Regions from separate parts of the Mus musculus genome. Here all the other regions are linked to region 2. Evidence: chromatin contacts called from public HiChIP or PLAC-seq and promoter capture Hi-C data. All regions are on one chromosome and are shown on one strand. Each heading gives the region's core, a stretch centred on a gene start, on an enhancer-like site or on the middle of the called end of the contact. The rest is flanking DNA. Distances are from core to core; before and after follow the strand shown. Region 1 holds the start of Dnajc5b (DnaJ heat shock protein family (Hsp40) member C5 beta). Region 2 holds the start of Cp (ceruloplasmin). Region 3 holds the start of Trim55 (tripartite motif-containing 55).

Region 1 (3,777 bases), core at 443-2,942, 450 kb before region 2:
TTCTGAGTCCAGGTTAGGACAAGCTCTTCCTGGCATCTATAGGTTGTTAGAAAAATGAGTGGTCTCTACTGCGAATGCTCAATTACTGCAATGCACTTTATTTGGATGGCTTCGTGTCATGCAGATGCAGGTAGTCTCTTGAGCTTCCTGCCAGAAACCCCTGCTGTTGTTGAACTCTGGACAGGAGATCAGGATATAAATGCAATGTGTCCAGAAGGGTTAGAGCACAACACAGAGGGCCTCTGGGCTCTAGTTAGCTCAGACACTTCACCATCCAGGCTATCAATGCTATTATGTGTAAAGCAGGTGAGATGGATGGTCTTTGTCTTAGTGAGGATTTTACTGCTGTGAACAGATACCATGATCAAGGTGTCTTTTATAAAGGACAACATTCAATTGGGGCTGGCTTACAGGTTCTGAGGTTCAGTCCAATATTATCATGGCAGGAAGCATGGCAGTGTCCAGGCAGGCATGGTGCTGGAGGAGCTGAGAGTTCTACATCTTGTTCAGAAAGGTAAACAGACCCCTCAACAGAGGAATGGATACAAAAAATGTGGTACATTTACACAATGGAGTGCTACTCAGCTATTAAAAAGAATGAATTTGTGAAATTCCTAGGCAAATGGATGGACCTGGAGGGCATCATCCTGAGTGAGGTAACCCAATCACAAAAGAACTCAAATGATATGTACTCACTGATAAGTGGATATTAGCCCAGAAACTTAGAATACCCAAGATATAAGTTACAATTTCCAAAACACATGAAACTCAAGAAGAACAAAGACCAAAGTGTGGACACTTTGCCCCTTCTTAGAATTGGGAACAGAACACCCATGGAAGGAGTTACAGAGACAAAGTTTGGAGTTGAGACAAAAGGATGGACCATCTAGAGACTGCCATATCCAGGGATCCACCCCATAATCAGCCTCCAAATGCTGACACCATTGCATACACTAGCAAGATTTTGCTGAAAGGACCCTGATATAGCTCTCTTGTGAGACTATGCCGGGGCCTAGCAAACACAGAAGTGGATGCTCACAGTCAGCTATTGGATGGATCACAGAGCCCCCATGGAGGAGCTAGAGAAAGTACCCAAGGAGCTAAAGGGATCTGCAACCCTATAGGTGGAACAACATAATGAACTAACCAGTACCCCGGAGCTCTTGACTCTAGCTGCATATGTATCAAAAGATAGCCTAGTAGGCCAACATTGGAAAGAGAGGCCCATTGGACTTGCAAACTTTATATGCCCCAGTACAGGGGAATGCCAGGGCCAAAAAGTGGGTGTGGGTGGGTAGAGGAGTGGGGGGGGGAGGGTATGGGGGACTTTTGGGATAGCATTGGAAATGTAAATGAGGAAAATACCTAATAAAAATTTTTTTAAAAAAAGATAAACAGAATACTGGCATCCCCAGGCAACTAGTAGGAAGCTCTCTCAAAGCCTACCCCCATAGTGACACACTTTCTTCAACAAGTCCACACCTCCTAATGGTGCCACTCCCTGGTCCAAGCATATTCCAACCACCACAGTCTTCAATGTTTCTTTCCGGAGATTTCAAAAGGTCCTGAGTGCTAAAGTAAATGAAAATTGAGAGACTGTTAGTGATGTGGGTGGGAAGATCTCAGCTGGGTAGTGGGGGTAGGGAAAATTCTAGTCTATGACATCACAATACCCAGCATAGACTAGAGCTTAGCATCTGAGAAGGAAAAGCAACGGAGGCTCAGTTATTGACAGAGCAGGGGAAGAACACTCGTGGAAGGACCCAGAAGGATCAGCCAGCCATGCCTCCAGTTCAGGTACAAGGTACATGACTTTTGCTAAGCTAATCACAGGACTCAATAGTGTCTAAAGGAAAAGAAGACACTTACACGGGTACCTATTTTTTTTAAGGGATGGTAGGAATCCAGAGGGGCTTCCAGCAGAAGTAAAGCTGGTATATCCAGGAGGCTATGAAGCCACAAAACACAGGCATTTATAAAGTTCTCAGATAACCACTGGCCCCTCCTCAACTTCTGGGAAAGTGCAAAAAGCACTGGTGTCTCCAGTGGTCAGTTCGTGGTTATTTTCTAAAGGGACTCACTCATTCTATGATATTCTTCTACACAGGAGTTTTGGTTTTTAGTGACTTCTCCCAGGATGACAGAGAAGAGTGAATATTTTAAATATTTAAGTGAAAGAATAATTTTAATAGAGATGGTTTTAAAAATACAACAAAAATTAATATAAGGAGGAGAAAGGTGTATTATGGGTTAACAATAGAGATTAACTTCAAAGTCTAGTTTTGAAATTCCAAGACTTCAGAGGCAAAAGGCCACCCCTAGGGACAGTGGAAGAGAGAGAGGCCTTGTGGTTGAGAAGTCAAGTTGCACAGTTCATCTGCTTTTACCCCTACTCCACTCCTCCCATGTCTAGGGACTCAGCAGTGAATCGTTGCTGGACGTGTGAACAGTTCTGTTTTCTTTACTTTGCTTTGGGGTTTTGGCTTCTAAAGTATTTGTTTCTTCCTGGAGGCCTAGAAAGACTCCAAGTGACAGCAAATAGCCGTTCTGTTTAGCAGCAGGCGGAGCTTAGGATTGGTGCCAGGCCCTGACTCATCTCTGTTTGGACTCCCTTGGGTCTTAACACAGAGCAACTCCACAGTCAGAGGCTAGGACTACTCAAACAGGCTTTTCTGATCATGGTCTGCAAGAGCCGTGTTAGGACACTGTGGAAGGAGCAGCCTGGGGCTCTGATTCGGATCAGTAACCTACAGGACACACCAGGCACAGTAGACAAGAAAGGGGATCAAATCCACCTGGGATACAGTTTTCACTCAGCTTCCAACAATCATGCATGTGTATCACAGCAGTAAGACCAGGGCCCCGACACTCTACGAAAGCAGCAGTAACCCATAGCATGTGAGACATTTGTTTGTTTGTTTGTTTTGTTTTGTTTTTTCGAGACAGGGTTTCTCTGTGTAGCCCTGGCTGTCCTGGAACTCACTTTGTAGACCAGGCTGGCCTCGAACTCAGAAATCCGCCTGCCTCTGCTGAGGGACCCAGAGCAAAGCAGAAGTGCCTGCTCACTGTATAGCACACATTCAACTTTCATCTGGAAGGTTGCTATGATTTTTCACAATTGAGTTATGGTCCAATTTCTTAAGACTCTGAAAACTAAACTTTCACTGATCAGTTTTTAGACTTCTTTCATTCTATAGACACCGAAAAGCCAGGCTTAGGCTTTATGTAAGCCAATAAACAGAAAACATAATTTCCTAACTCATCTGTATTTACATTTATTGACTGGAATATTCATGAACTTTGCCACGTGGCACAGGATTTTAGAGTTGTAGGGAGATCATGTAGGAAACTGCCCCAGCCCCTCCTGTCCTGAGGACAGCAGCACAGGGAAGTGTGTTGTCTGGGAGCCACAGCTCCAGTCTTGTCAGCTAGCTCCAGTACACGCTGTCCTTGACTCATGTTAAATTAGTTTATATCTGAGCTAACTCTGTGCATTTCCAAGCTTAGAATACTCGAAAAATGAGAACACCTCATTTCCCGCACCGGTTATCGGTAACTGCGGACCGTGTCTAAAGGTAACATTGCTCATCCTTTAGCCTCTGCACTGCCTCGTGACTAACAGATGTGCGGTCAAGACCCCCAAACCCATCCAAAAGTTTGAGATAATGATGAAAAAAAAAAACCCACAGGGAGTTTAGCAAGCTACCTTGTCTTGAAAACTGACTAGATACAGCCCATTACAAAGAAAACAAACAAAAAAAAATGGGCTGGGGAAAC
Region 2 (3,539 bases), core at 1,021-3,520:
CTGGCACCAATTAGGGTTCGTGTTTAATCATTTAGTTCCACCGTCACTGTGAAGGGTCCTATTAGTATAGGATTCATCTGGAGCCTATATGATCCCATTTATTTACTAGTTGGCAGAATATTTTGGGAAGTAGGCACTATGGAGATGGCTGCTCTGGCCTCCTTAAACCCACAGTAAATTTAAACATGTAGAGAAGTAAGATCAATAGTGGCTTCTTGTTAGTTAGAGGCACATCCCTCCCTCTAGAGAATGAACTGCTAGAAGATGCCTTCTAATTGCCTGTCTTAGGGGAAAGAGCCGTTTGGGAAGAAGTTTCTTACAAAACATGGAGCTTGACCAATGAAGTTTGGACAAAATTTCAGACATACTCCTGTCCTCCCTGTGGATGTGAAGGAAGAGTTGTTCAGGAAAGTTCCAGAAAGAGGCTTGGGCACCTCGCCTCCTATAATTCCCTTTTCTGTATAAAGTCAAGTGGTCAAGATTATCAGTAGCAAGGATAGCCCAGTAGCTCAGTACTAGAGCACTTGCCTGTTAAACATAAGGATGCCTAAATCTCTGTATTCAATCCCATTAAAACACACACACACACACACACACACACACACACACACACACACACACACACACTGTTGTTAGTAGCTTGCAAGGTCATTTCAATTGATCTGGATAATTTCCTTCAAGGCTGACCTTTACAAATGAGGAAACTGAAGCTAAGGGTAAGAATTTTGACAGCATCAGATTTTAACTTTATCCTGACATTTTTTTTCTAGCATCTATGACTGACATTGTGTTCCTCATTTTTCATGTGTTAATAAGTTTTCATGTTGTATATAACGGCATGCATGCTCCATGGAGTTATATCCACTGCTATCTGCCCACTGAGGACAGAACTGCACGCACCATGGAACTCATTCAATATTTGTTAAATAAGAGTACCTGTTCTGATACCAGTCTATTTCAGCAAATAGCATTTAGTGCTATACAGTATCCTACAAGAAAACAACAATAACAACAATCGCTTTATTAACACAAAATAGTAACTGCTATCATCAGGATTGCATTTCACTTTAGGAAAAAAAAATTATACATTTAGATACATGCCACAAGTGAAGACAGAGTTCTAACCAAAAATCTTTTACCTTAAAGCTCTCATACATGTTACAGAGAGAAATTCTAGGTTAATAAACAAAGCTCTTTTTCCAGTTGAGTAAAATCATTCTTTGCCTTTGAAAACAGGCTTAATTGTGGTTGATTTTTTTCTTTTCCTCTCTCTTTCCTATCTCTTTTCCTTTCTCTCCTCCTCTTCCTTCTTTGCCCATTCTCTCTCTCTCTCTCTCTCTCTCTCTCTCTCTCTCTCTCTCTCTCTCTGAGTATTACTTCATTGTACAGACGGGTACTAAAATCCTAGATTCAACAGATTGTCATGTGCCAGTTTCCCCATTATGCATAGCTTATTTGGTTTGTGACTGACTTCTTTTTTTTTTTTAAAGATTTATTTATTATTATACATAAGTTCACTGTAGCTGACTTCAGACACACCATAAGAGGGTGTCAGATCTCATTACAGGTGGTTGTGAGCCACCATGTGGTTGCTGGGATTTGAACTCAGGACCTTCAGAAGAGCAGTCAGTGCTCTTATCCGCTAAGCCATCTCACCAGCCCTTGTGACTGACTTCTATCATTCAAACAAAATTATCATTTCCTGGTATGTTCTTCTATTAATTTCTACATAGCAATCCATGTCAACTGATAAAGTCTCTATAACACACAGTACAAAAAAATTTTTTTAAATGAAATTTTTATTGGCTACTTTTACGATGTGCTAAATATGTTTCATATCTTCAAAATTACAAGTAAGTTTTTGTTAGTTTTCTAAAAATCATTAACAATGACATATTTGATTCATTTTTCCTTGGCTTATTAAAAACTGGCTCTGGGTGAGGTGTAGTGCCTGGGATTGCTAGAAGAACAAAGGGAGCATTTAGAGATGGTCTCTGCCCTCCTGGAATTTACACGATGAATGGAAGAAGATGCAGAATTGCGCATGCTGTGCATGTCCAACACAAACAGATGACATTCCTTTGTAGTTAGAGAAGCCTGGCCACAGGGAACTGTGTTTGTTTTGGTTTTTCCCCTTCGTGGTTTACCAGAACCAATCTGAGTTGGAAAATGCTATTTGCTTTAAAGAAATTAGTTACTCTTTTGCAACATTAAATTGTGTCAGCCAAGCAAATGAAGCCCTATTTATAAAATTGCTTGCTTCTGGTTTCACTTTATTGCATCGTGGGCTCCGAGAGGGAGAAAAATGAAGTTTTTGCTGCTTAGCACATTTATATTTTTGTATAGTTCCTTAGCCTTGGCAAGAGATAAGCATTATTTCATTGGAATTACTGAAGCAGTCTGGGACTATGCTTCTGGCACTGAAGAAAAGAAACTTATTTCAGTTGACACGTAAGTCACTATTTTTTGTTCTTTATGGGCCAAATTCATGTTACCTTAAAGAAAATGAAGCCAACAAGGAAAGTAACGTAAACATAGAAAATGTAAAATGTTGACTTGAAAAAATCAATGCTTTTATTGATTTCCTTTATGTCCCTAATATTTGTTATTGTGAAGCTGTCTTGTCTCTTCTTTCTTGGTCTGAGGGAGCTATACTGGTTTCTTACTCTCTCCTATGGTTGTGGTTTCTCTCGCCTTTATCTCCCAAATGTGTTCTGTCTCTGGATGCAGAAGTTGTTTACTTTCAAACAATTACTGGATAAAATGCAAGCATACCATTACTTGTTCCTAAGGGTGAAAGTACAGTACTTTTAATCCTTGAAAATATCAAATATAGAAATAAAATACTACTTAAAGAAAGAAGATTCTGCCTACTACTTTCTGTGTGATTCAGGACAGTAAAGGAGTCATACTAATCTCTCACAGTTTCTGAGTCCTTATCTATAAAATGAGACAGCCCAGTTATAAAGCACAGGGCTGTTTTAAAATTGCAGGCAAAGCTCTTATAGCACAGTGCTCCCCACATAACAAGTGCAAGAAATGTTATGTTCTTATTATGAGGTCCTGATAAAATATCATGTAACTTAAATGTCTTTGTGCTTTAGTTGCTTTATATATGCAGCATTCTTTTACTGAATAGTAGGGTCTCCTTGAAGTTTCTCTAAGCTGAGGTCATCACTATTAATAGTATCTAAACATTTACCAACAAATGGAAACTTGGCATTCAAAGCAAATATTTAGTATATTAGCAACTGTATTAGAATGACAAAAGAACTCAAATGAGTGAAATGAACAGCAGCTGCTAAGACTCTCTCCATAAAAACTGCTCTATTGAGCCAAATTATGTAAGCACTGAATCATTGATGGGTACATGCTATTTTGTTTACTTTTATATGTGGTTAAATTTTTCATGGTAAGAAATGTGCAGTACTACTAATAATATCAGGTTGTTACTTTATTAACCTAGTAATAATCAGTAAGAAAAAGTTTTGAATTTGATAACTGATTACAAAGAGAAGTAGAACTTATGATTTTGTAAA
Region 3 (3,464 bases), core at 265-2,764, 310 kb before region 2:
GTGGAATTAAGTTAGGCAGAACTAGAAGACAATGGGCTGCTGTCTTAGACTCTCCCAGATGCCCCTGGCTCTGGCTATGCTCTCAGTTTTGTTTATAATAAGGATTCTCTTGCACATTATTTGGAAAAAAAACTGGCATAAAATTTCTCTTGCATTTTTATTTGATTCCTGGTTTTACATACAACACATATTGATTAACATTTTTACAAATTCCTGGCAAATGTCAGAATTTGTGTTCATGATTCAAGAGCAGACCAAGAATATGAGAAATTACCAGGGTTATTATCATTTTAAAACATGACCTTGAATGAAGGCTAAAATGCCCAAACATTTAGGAGCAGATTGGGAAGTTATATAGGACACCTTATTCACTGCAGCTATCAAAGGCACTGGTATCTTCCTCCAACAGGTGGAGAAGTGCAATTATAGTGTGTAATGCACATGCCAACTGTTATCCCATTGAGTCTTACTGTCACAGAGCAAGCTTAATTTTAAAAAGACTCTTACAGATTGTCTCTATGTTTTAGGGTGTATGTGGGGTGGGTAGAGGATGAACGAGGGCTGTGTGTGGAGAGCCACATACTCAACATTTTGGTTCTTAATTTTTTTAAAAAAGAGGTCTGGGGACATGGCTCTGTGGATAAATCCCTTGATATACAAGTGTGATGACTCCAGTTCAGATCCCCAGGACTCACGTAAATGCCTGCCAGTTGTGGCTGCCCACCTGTAATTTCAGGGAAACCAGAGGAATCCTCTAAGCAAGACACTAGCCAGACTTGTCCTCTTGGCTAATGTTGGCTTCACTTGAGATATCCTGACTTCATGAATAATATAGAGTGATGGAGGAAGATTCTTGATAGCAGCCACATGTCCCCCACATGCATGTGCACAACATGTTCACCCACACACATGTAAACATGCACACACACACACACACATACATGTGTAAGTGTCTAAGTACACTCTTTTATGGTGAAAGCATTCTTAAATTGGAATTTTCCTATACTGTAATATTGGCAAACATGAAATTTTTAATATCATGGATGGCTTTTTACACTATTGCCCTGGTCAGATCAGGATGGAGTTTTTACAGAACAAGCTTTGCTTACTTGCACCTGAGAAGTTGCTACCATGTTCCTTTGGCTGGCTTGTTTCCTGCTGTCTGAAGAAACAATGCTTCTTATACAGTTACACTGTAGCGCTGCATTCTACAGAAGCCTGTCACTAAGTTCTTCCCAAGTGCTCACGAGGGCATGGCTCAGATACTAAGCATGCACATTTGCTTTTGTTGTTAACAACTGTGGGCTTCAGATTGCCCTCCTTCATAACCCCTGCTAAATGGGACTTGTAATCCCCTTCCCACCCACTCTCTTACTCCCCAGGGCAAGAATGTTGACTCCTGTTCTCTGTCACCTGTCAGAATCCATCTGCCTGTCACTGGCTTATATGGACAAGTCAGTCCAGGGTCATGTGACCTTGGGTTGCTAAAAACAGCTCCGTCACCCATCTGAGCCAGGCCTGGAACAATGTCCTCCACAGAGAGAGAGACATAAAGGACACTTGATCATACAGTCCTTGGAATTATTTCCAGGAACCACTTACAGAAGCCGTTCGGGAGCACCTTTCCCTTGGCAGCACACTCAGGGACAGGGACGGCAAGGAAATGAGCACTTCTCTGAATTACAAGTCTTTCTCCAAAGAGCAGCAGACCATGGATAACTTGGAAAAGCAACTGATCTGTCCCATCTGCCTAGAGATGTTCACGAAGCCTGTGGTCATTCTCCCTTGCCAGCACAACCTGTGCAGGAAATGTGCCAGTGACATCTTCCAGGTAGGTTTGTTTGGAATCTGGAAGCTGTAGAGTGTCCCTGTCTCCTGCAGTCTTTGAGATCAAAGCCCAGTTCCCTTAGAGAGTTTTCTGAGACTGTTCGTGTATTTGAATTGTTTCCCCAGGTTTGATTGTCAACCTGCTCCTCACAAGTCCTGCTGTGTTTTTAATTCTTAGAAGCAGATTTGTTTGTAGTAAAACAAAACTGATCCACTGAATCTGTTTAAGAATTGAAAATGTTACCGCTCATGTCTGAGCATTGGAACTTCAGGTTGGAACTCTGGGTTAGGGAACGGCAGGGGTAAAATGCTCTTGCTGGCCAGGATGTACTGGAGATGGCTATGGACCAGGGAGGGCCTTGTGGTTCAGGACCAGGTACAGTAAGCCCTAAGGAGTTCATATTGTATGGAGTGTCAGAGAGTGAAAATAAGTCTCCAAAAAGCTGTCTGTGGGATTACTCAGTTCCTTTTTTTTTTTTTTTTCTTGCTTGGCAAGAACAGGCCTCTAACCCGTACTTACCCACAAGAGGAGGCACCACCGTGGCATCAGGGGGCCGCTTCCGCTGTCCCTCCTGCAGACATGAGGTGGTGTTAGACAGACATGGGGTCTATGGACTGCAGAGGAACCTGCTCGTGGAAAACATTATTGATATCTACAAGCAGGAATCCACCAGGTAAGAGCGGCTCTGAGAGCTAGACTTACTGGATGTTTTGTTTTCGTCTTAGTGGGCTGATACACTGCATGTTTGTTCCCAGTCATGTGTTAACTGTTCACTAAAAGGCTTTTTCCACGTCACTTCTTTTCAATGAGACAGAGTTGTGTGTGGAGGAAAGAAGGGAGCTAGTGCGCATGCTTCTGTGCCATCAAAGAGAGTCATGTTGATAGAGGTGGGATCCACCTCACAGCCTTGTATTACATTCACTATAGACGTTAGCATTTCTTCTAGGCTCTGCCCTAGAGTAACCTGGCAACAGCCAAATATGCCAGACTCACTATAAAAGGGGTTGCTTGCCTCCCCATCCTCTTCCTCTCTTGCTCTTGCTCTCTTGCTCTCTTCCCCTCTTCCCCCTCTGTCCTGTCTCTCCTCATTCCCCTCCCCCATCTCTCCATGTGGTGCTCACTGGCCATCTCTCTCTCTCTCTCTCTCTCTCTCTCTCTCTCTCTCTCTCCTATTCCCTCAACTCCCCTTCCCATGCCCTAAATAAACTATTCTATACTACATTCCTTCATGTGGCTGGTATCTCAGGAGGAAGGGATGGCTCAGCATGGGCCCTCCTTCCCCATACCATACTGTGCCTCCACCAAACATATCCCTGGCTTCTTTTTTATAAAACACAACAATAGACATGATGACACATGACCAGTTTGTAAACTCCAGATCCTTTGATACAGAAAAATCCTAGCACAAGCACATATAAGTTAAGAAACATCATCTTCCAAAATATTCCAGTTCCTAGTTATCTTGCTTTAAAACAGTCTAAACAACAGTAACACTTATACTTTAAAAACACGCTGACCTCATCACTTGTCATAATATTGGCTCATTGGAACATTCAAGGCAAGATATAATGCTGGCCTGAAGGAGTGTCATTTACAGAAATGGGAAGGGGGACACATTTCAGGCTGGTTCCCTGCT

What was found. Promoter capture Hi-C pulls out the DNA fragments that hold promoters and counts their contacts. HiChIP or PLAC-seq counts read pairs in DNA pulled down with a chosen protein or histone mark.
Region 1: a contact with region 2 is called in a promoter capture Hi-C map of stem cell-derived epiblast-like cells, with 6 times the contacts expected there. The contact joins the promoter of Dnajc5b here to the promoter of Cp in region 2. A contact is called at or near these places in 14 of 39 promoter capture datasets (the 3T3-L1 cell line, HPC-7-derived erythroid cells, cranial neural crest and 7 more), 1 of 115 datasets of contacts at active chromatin or transcription factors (microglia) and 1 of 9 other capture datasets (liver).
Region 3: an H3K27ac HiChIP or PLAC-seq map of heart atrium shows a contact between it and region 2, with 7 read pairs. The contact joins the promoter of Trim55 here to the promoter of Cp in region 2. A contact is called at or near these places in 7 of 39 promoter capture datasets (hematopoietic stem and progenitor cells, hippocampal neurons, liver and 3 more), 3 of 484 Hi-C or Micro-C datasets (the HL-1 cell line, cardiomyocytes and muscle stem cells), 1 of 115 datasets of contacts at active chromatin or transcription factors (heart atrium) and 2 of 9 other capture datasets (adipose tissue and pancreatic islet).

What each region holds. Positions count from the first base shown.
Region 1 is chr3:19,506,903-19,510,679 of GRCm38.p6, forward strand. Dnajc5b (DnaJ heat shock protein family (Hsp40) member C5 beta) reads left to right here and starts at 1,693. Exons shown (of 5, transcript NM_025489.3): 1 at 1,693-1,804.
Region 2 is chr3:19,954,979-19,958,517 of GRCm38.p6, forward strand. It overlaps Cp (ceruloplasmin), which reads left to right and starts at 2,271. Exons shown (of 19, transcript NM_001374677.1): 1 at 2,271-2,451. The coding sequence starts at 2,306.
Region 3 is chr3:19,642,946-19,646,409 of GRCm38.p6, forward strand. Trim55 (tripartite motif-containing 55) reads left to right here and starts at 1,515. Exons shown (of 10, transcript NM_001081281.2): 1 at 1,515-1,831; 2 at 2,329-2,501. The coding sequence starts at 1,664.